2 separate regions of the Mus musculus genome follow, and region 1 is linked to region 2. Evidence: chromatin contacts called from public Hi-C data. All regions are on one chromosome and are shown on one strand. The core of a region is the stretch at or near the end of the contact, and the rest is flanking DNA. Distances in the headings are between cores, read along the strand shown. Region 1 holds the start of Olfr54 (olfactory receptor 54). Region 2 holds the start of Zfp454 (zinc finger protein 454).

Region 1 (3,499 bases), core at 478-2,977, 140 kb before region 2:
TGACAAGACAAGACTGGGTGTGTGGCTCCAGGCTTGTCACCATGACAAGACAAGATTGGGTGTGTGACTCCAGGTTTGTCACCATAAGACGAGACTGGGTGTGTGGCTCCAGGTTTGTCACCGTGACAAGACGAGACTGGGTGTGTGGCCAGCCTGCCCCTGGGTGTTGTCTGACCCTTTCTTTCTTCTCTGAGAGGATTCCTGCTCCACCTTGAGCTGCAACATGTCTAACTCTAACCAATAAAAGACTGGACAAGAGCAGTCATGACCAAAGCAACAGCCATCTCCCACAGGCTGCTCTGAGGGTCACTGACATGTGACCAAAAGACAGTAAGCAAGGTTTCCCAGAAAGTTCCTGGGAAACTCTTACTGCCCTTACTCTCCTCACCTGGGATGCTAAGAGATGGCTGGGACTTGGCAGCCACTTTGGAAACATGGGGGGGGGGTGTCAATGTGTGATCCTGGGGGCCGGGGAGGAGAGGCCTGGATGGAACCTCACTTCTAGCTTTGCTTTTTCTATCTGGACTTGTCACTATGGAAATAATGATACTCATGAACTCTCCTGCTGTTTAACTAAATATAATCAGGATGAAATTTTCTCAAGAGCTGAGGTTCAAGTGTCTCTTCTAATAATAATGAAATTCCATCCTGATTTCTGGATGTTCTTTCTTTTTGAAAAACAGTCTGATTGGCTAAGCAGGGGGAGATGGTAGAGGTGACATCCAAGGTCAGACCCCATGTCTTTCTATCTTAGACACCTTGTCACCAAGCTGATATGCACCATGCTAAGAGGACTTAGAGCCCCTGTTGAGGAGCCTTGTCACTGACTCCTTCATGTCCTTGTTCCTCAGGCTGTAAATGAAGGGGTTCAGCATGGGGGTAACCACAGTATACATGATGGTGGCTACCGTGTCCTGGGTGGAGAAGGAGTCTGGAGGTCGTATATAGATACCCAGTACTGTGCCATAGAACAGAGTGACCACAGACAAGTGTGAGCTACATGTGGAAAATGTCTTGTGCCGGCCCTTTGCAGAGGGGATCTGGAGGACCACCATGGTGATTCGGACATAAGAGACCACAATGAGAATGCAGGGGGCCACAAAGAGGACCACAGCTCCCAGGAAGACAAGTTGATTGACTCGTGTGTCTGAACAGGCCAACTTCATGAGCAGGTAAGCATCACAGTAGAAGTGAGAGATCTCCGGGATGGAGGAGCAGAAACTCAGTCTGCTCATGAGGAGTGTGTGCATCAGAGAGATGAGGGCAGAGCACATCCACACAACGGCTGCCAGCCCCACACAGAGCTGGGGGGTGATGATGGTGTGGTACTGTAGTGGGTAGCATATGGCCACAAATCTGTCCAGGGCCATGGCAGCCAGCAGAAAGGTGTCCACATTGGCAAAAGAAATCAGGAAGTACGTCTGAGTTAGGCAGTGGACATAAGAGATGGTCCTTGTTCCAGCCACATGGCCAGCCAGGAGCCTGGGGATGAGATTGGTGGTGAAGCAGACATCAACGAAGGAAAGGTTGGCCAGGAAGAAGTACATGGGGGTGTGCAGGCGGGGATCGGAGATGATGGCCAGGAAGATGAGTGTGTTCCCAGCTACCGTGACCAGGTACATGCACAGAAAAGCCCAGAAGAGGATTTGTTGCTGCTGTGGGTCATTGGTGATGCCAAGCAGGAGAAACTCGCTGACTCCAGTCTCATTCTCCCTCCCCTTGGACATCTTCCAGAGGATCAGGCTCCTGGAGGGGAGAGGCCAGACACTGGAACTCACTATGTGGTCAGACTCAGGTCATAGCTCATATGTAGGAGCTTTCTACCAGAACTCGTGTGTGTGTGTGTGTGTGTGTGTGTGTGTGTGTGTGTGTGCGCGTGCGTGCGTGCGTGTGTGTGTGTGTGTGTGTGTGTGTGTGCGTGCGTGTGTGTGAAGATCACAGGAGAACTTTAAGGAATCAATTCTCTCCCTCTACTGTTGGTTCTAGAGATGGAACCGGAGTGCTCAAGCTTGAAATGTGTTGGCAAGTTTTACATAAACTTGACACAAGCAGAGGTCAAAGGAGAAGAGAGGGCTGTAATTGAGAAAACTCATTCATAAGATCAGGCTGTAGTCAGGTATACAGCGCATTTTATTAATTAGTGTTTGATTGGGGATGAGGAGCATTGTGGGTGATAGCATCCCTGGGTTAGGGGGCCCTGGCTTCAATAAGAAAGCAGGCTGAGCAAGCCAGAAAGTAGCACCCTTCCATGTCATAGGGTCCTGCCTCCAGGTTCCTGCCCTGTTTGACTTCTCCAATGAACAGTGATGTGGAGGTCTAAGCCAAGTGAACCTTTATCTCCCCAAGTTGCTTTGGTCATGGTGTTTCCTTACAGCAATAGTAACCCTAAGTATGGCAGATGCAGAAGCCATGACCGGGTACTGCTTACTGGCTTGCTCAGCCTGCTTCCTTATAGACCCATGGCCTCCAGCTCAGGGAATGCCCCACCTAAATGGGCTAGGCCCTCCACCATCAATCACTAATTAAGAGACTCACAGTCACAATTACCTTCTGAGCCACCTCACTGGACCCTGTCTGTGTAGCTTCATCAGGTGTTCCTCCTTGTGCTGCTCCTTGCTTACACCTCTATCAAATTTGCTTCTTCATGGATTCAATTATGGAATATTTTCCTCATGAGGCCATGCATTCCCCAGAACAGAGGCACATCTGTCTCAGGCACTGCTCAGTGCCAGGAACAATGCCTGGCACACAGTAGGTGCCCAAGAAAGTAGTCAAAGGAAAGAATGTTCACAAAGTCCTTGAACACTAAAATCCAGCAACGTAAAACTGCAGCTGCTGTAGAAATATCTGGTTGTATTTAAGCAGTCCATCCAAGAAATTAAACCAGGCTGGAGAGATGGCTCAGCAGTTAAGAGCACTGACTGCTCTTCCAGAGGTCCAGAGTTCAATTCCCAGCAACCACATGTTGATTCACAACCATCTGTAATGGGTTCTGATGCCCTCTTCTGGTGTGTTTGAAGGCAATAACAGTGTACTCACATATATAAAATAAATAACATCCTTAAAAAAGAAAAGAAAAGAAAAGAAAGGAAAACAAAAGAAAGGAAACCGAGAGGCTGTACTGATGGCTGAATGATTGAGTGTTTCCTGTACTTTCAGGGGACTGAAGTACTGTTCTCAGCACCCATTGCAGGAGGGTCACAACTGTCTGTATTTCCAGGTCTGGGGAGTCTAGTGCCCTCTACTGGCCCCCAAAATCACCTGCCTGAACATACTCCCCCCACACACATTTCTTTAAAAACAAACTAAAATAGATATTGCAAGCATGATGTGCAGAATTGAGAGCTGACCCTGACAGTGCTCAGCCAGGGCCAGTGTTGACAAGTGTAAGGTCATGGTCTATAGGAGTTTCTTCTGTGTCACTGTGAAAGAGGATGACATGTACAGACTCTGAGTGACACAGGGCCTGTGACTACTGAGATCAGAGGTAGGTAAACTT
Region 2 (3,821 bases), core at 555-3,054:
CCTTGTCTGGATGGAGAACTTTCCATCTCTCGAGTCTGACTGAAGAATCTCTCCTCTGTGTCTCATTGAGGAATCTCACTCCTCAGACTCCCTCCCAGAGTTCCTAACTCTGCCTGGAAGTCCCACCTATCATATCCTGCTTTGCCATAGGCTGTTCACCTCTTGATTAAACCAATCAGAAGGTGTTAGAGGCTTTTACAAAGCAACTAAGACAGGTGTGGCTTAACAATTCCAATGTCTGGGCTGTACTCATATCTCTGCTGGTACAGAAATCACCATTTGAATAATACAAAGACAATCTTACACCATGCACAAAACCGATCATCCCAGCCTTACAAGAGGTGTATACTGGAGGGAGGGTATGCCACACACTGACTGTTGCAGAAAACTCCAAGTCTACTGTCCTTTCTCTCCCTCAACTACACCATAGTCTGGGTTTTTAATTTATTTTGCTGTTGTTTTGGATGAGTTTTGATTGTTAGGAAGCAAGCCAACAAATGCTAAGTCACTGTCCTACGACCATCCCTAGTTTTCACCCTGAATCTGTCCTGCCCAGAACTGACCATAGTCTGCACAGATAAGTTCATCTGTCCACTTGGAACTTCCATTGCTTTCCTTTCACACACAAAATAAATCCACATTTTTACCATGGGGTCAGAACCTCAGAGTCACACACAATGTCATCTTGAGCCCTTTTTTCTTTCCTTGTTCCTGGTGAACATGCTGGTCTTGCTAAGCATCAAATATCCTAAGCCAAATTCTTTGTGGGGAGCTCTTCCTGGGACAGTAAAATCTCCCAAACACCCTGCCCCTTCTCACTCTGAAACCCCTAACTCAGCATTCCTGTCCTTTCATTCACTCCTAATGAATATTTTCTGTTTGATGGACCACCTTCCCTAGTCACACAAAAACTGCAGTGCAGGAGTCACTCTGTTTCAACACTCTCTGCTCTATGCCTTAACCTATATGTGTGTGCCCTAAGTGAGAGAATGACATCTTTAAAGCCCAGGACAGAGCCACTGACATTGTATCCTAAAGGGTGGCCAGCAATCCCAGAAGTGTCAATCTCAAATCATATTTTTTTAATTGAATTTGTTTCACTTTTCTCCCAATAAGAAAGTTCCTCCATGAATACTTACTACATATCCAAAGGCAACTAGACATCTTCAGGGAAAGATTCTGGTACATTACTCGATACTCACAGGCCCCAGCAAAATACAGTCACCAGAAGTAAATCCAAGCTTCTCTATATACTATCCCGTGCTCCCAGAGACACTTGTTTACTCTGCAGAGACTTCCAGGGCCATCGTCCTTCCCCCCCCCCGCACCCCCCTCCGGTAATCCTGCTACCCAAACCCTCACTGCACTCAAGGTCTATCATGCCTCTCCAGTCCAGCTCCAACAGAGGCTGTAGCATTTTTGAGAGCTTGGTACTGACTGTCTTTCAAGACCTTTCTCTGTCGTTAGGCGCTATTACGACGTTCCTGGATGTTCTCTGGCTTTGCTTGCAGATCCTAGAGTCTAGTAACCTTGATAACAGCATCCTGGACCTTTTTTCACTGCTGGTCTCCACAAGACTAGACCACTTGTCTGCCCAGCGATAGGCTAGTGCACCGCAGAGCCTTCTGGGAATTGTAGTTTCGGCCACAAAGTGACTAGGCGCAGGCGCGCTTTATCGCTTTTTGCTCCTGGTCTCCCTCTGAGAAAAGGAGTCCAAAAATCTAAGCGCTGCAGCAGAGAGATTTGTGGGAATTAGGCTTCCCGGCTCCTGGACAAACGCGCAGGCGCGGCTCCGCGTCAAGCAGCAGGCTCCAGCTCATTGTGTCCTGACTACTCTGTCGAGGCTATGCTCTGCAGTGGACAAGCTTCTAAGGGAAGCCCCACGGTGATCTGCAGTGTCCAGAGACTGAAGGTCAGGTCTGGGAGTTGAGAACAGAGGGTACGTAGACTAAGGGTGGGTTGTGGTCCGTTTTGAAAGGCGTGGATCCCACGTCCTTAACTTTGAAGCGCATGTACTGAGATTTGATTCCACACATGGAAGGGACCAGCAGAACTGTTTTGTAGTCGAGCTAAGGGATCCGAACCTGATTGCACGTTGAGAAGGGTTGGTCAGGACCTCTAGCTCATCTTGCTGCAAACTCACAAATACAGTTGCATACAGCTGCTGGTTATATTCCCGGCGTGGCTCCAAGTTCTCTCTGAGGAACTTGAGAAAGGGACACCTTCACTGCAGCCCCTGCACTTGACGAAACTGTGGAGGGTGACTTATGTGAATGATTTCTTCTCCCGGAAACCCGCTCCCTACACTGTCCCATCCGAAACACGAAACAGCCCCCCCCCCACACACACACACACAGAGAGAGAGAGAGAGAGAGAGAGAGAGAGAGAGAGAGAGAGAGAGAGAGAGATCTGGCCGGTTTAACTCCCCTTCCCTTTCAGGAAAAAGTCACCTCTTTGCCTCCTCCTTCCCTCTAGTTGGGATAGAGCTGTCCCAGGAGGAAAGGCTGTCTTAAGACGCCAAAGCATAGCTGCAGGGGAAGGGACAGAGAATGGGTAGAGTTTGAGGACTGGGCCGGGCAAGCTTTCTGCAGGGGAAAGCCAAAGCCACACAAACGGGAAGGCATGCAGGATCTGACTAAAGGAAAGATGCGAAGGAGAGCTGGCATGGGGAGAAGTCACTTTACAGATTGGGTGAGGACAGCTACCTTCAGAGGGAGTATGCACTGGGAGCAAAAGAACAAAGTGAGCCAGGATGTGAATGGTGAGGCGCATCCCTGTGACCTTTGACCCGGCCCTCTCATTACAGGAGTGCAGATGCTTCTAGCCAGAGAACCCCAGCAATTGTAAAGCTCCTCCCCTGCCTCCTTCCTACTCAATGCTCCTCAGCTCACCAGAGAAAAGGAATGGCTGTCAGCCAGCTCCCGGCCCTGGTCCAGGTGAGTCATCACTGTCCAGTGTTGTCCCCCTGTATCCCCAGTTGTGTCCTTGACTTCATTCATTGCTCTAACCAGAAGCTTCCTTTCCAGCCACCCCCAAAGACCCCAGCTGCTCCCTCCCACCACACATCTCCTCCTAGTGAGCTTTAGAGCTTTCTGTAAGGCATGAAAGTGGCACATCTGGGCAGGATTCTAGGTTAGTATAAAATGAAAACCTTTCTACTTCTGTTAGCCAGTAAGATGGTGGTCCAAAATGGTAAAGGCAGGAACTGACATAGGATCTAAAGAAGAAATTTGAACTGTTTCCCGTGAACATGGGGTGTCCTAGACGCCACGTAGTTATTGATGTCTTTTAAAGATAACGTGTAACTTTTGTTTAAGAAGAATATATAGGATTAGTACAAAAATAATTGAAGAACTCTACTTCTATAGGCTAGGGGGATAGTTTTGTGGTAGAATACTTGGTTGGCATGTATAGGGCTCTAAGTTCAGTCTCCAGCACCACACACACACTCTCACAAAGCTGGCACATATACACACACAAAGCTGGGTATGGTGGCTTACACCTGAATTCATAATACTTGGCAGACTGCAGCAAGATTGAAAGTTGAGGCTAACCTGGGCTACATGGAGAGCCTGTCTACAAAGGGCTCAGATCTAAAAGGCATTCTGAGTGGTACCAGTCTCTTTAGGTAAAACCTGTTCTAATTCCTTTTCTTTTAAGTCTTTAACTATCTGGGACAGGGATTTATGGGAGGTCAGAAGCTGGAAGAACCACCAACCAGTTCTAGCTTGCTGACAGCTCATTCTCTTCTTGAGTTTGGTAATCAAAGAGCTTTATTTAGAGGCTGAAAGTTCAAGATTGGGCAGCTCCAGGTTGCAAGG

What was found. A called contact is a pair of places that touch in the nucleus more often than the background predicts.
Region 1: a Hi-C map of nephron progenitors shows a contact between it and region 2, with 4 times the contacts expected there. The contact joins the promoter of Olfr54 here to the promoter of Zfp454 in region 2. A contact is called at or near these places in 1 of 39 promoter capture datasets (the SN4741 cell line), 1 of 484 Hi-C or Micro-C datasets (nephron progenitors) and 2 of 9 other capture datasets (adipose tissue and pancreatic islet).

The regions. Positions count from the first base shown.
Region 1 is chr11:51,025,232-51,028,730 of GRCm38.p6, reverse strand. Olfr54 (olfactory receptor 54) reads right to left here and starts at 1,727. Exons shown (of 1, transcript NM_010997.1): 1 at 786-1,727. The coding sequence starts at 1,727. The coding sequence ends at 786.
Region 2 is chr11:50,885,484-50,889,304 of GRCm38.p6, reverse strand. Zfp454 (zinc finger protein 454) reads left to right here and starts at 1,804. Exons shown (of 6, transcript NM_172794.3): 1 at 1,804-1,939; 2 at 2,807-2,936. The coding sequence starts at 2,904.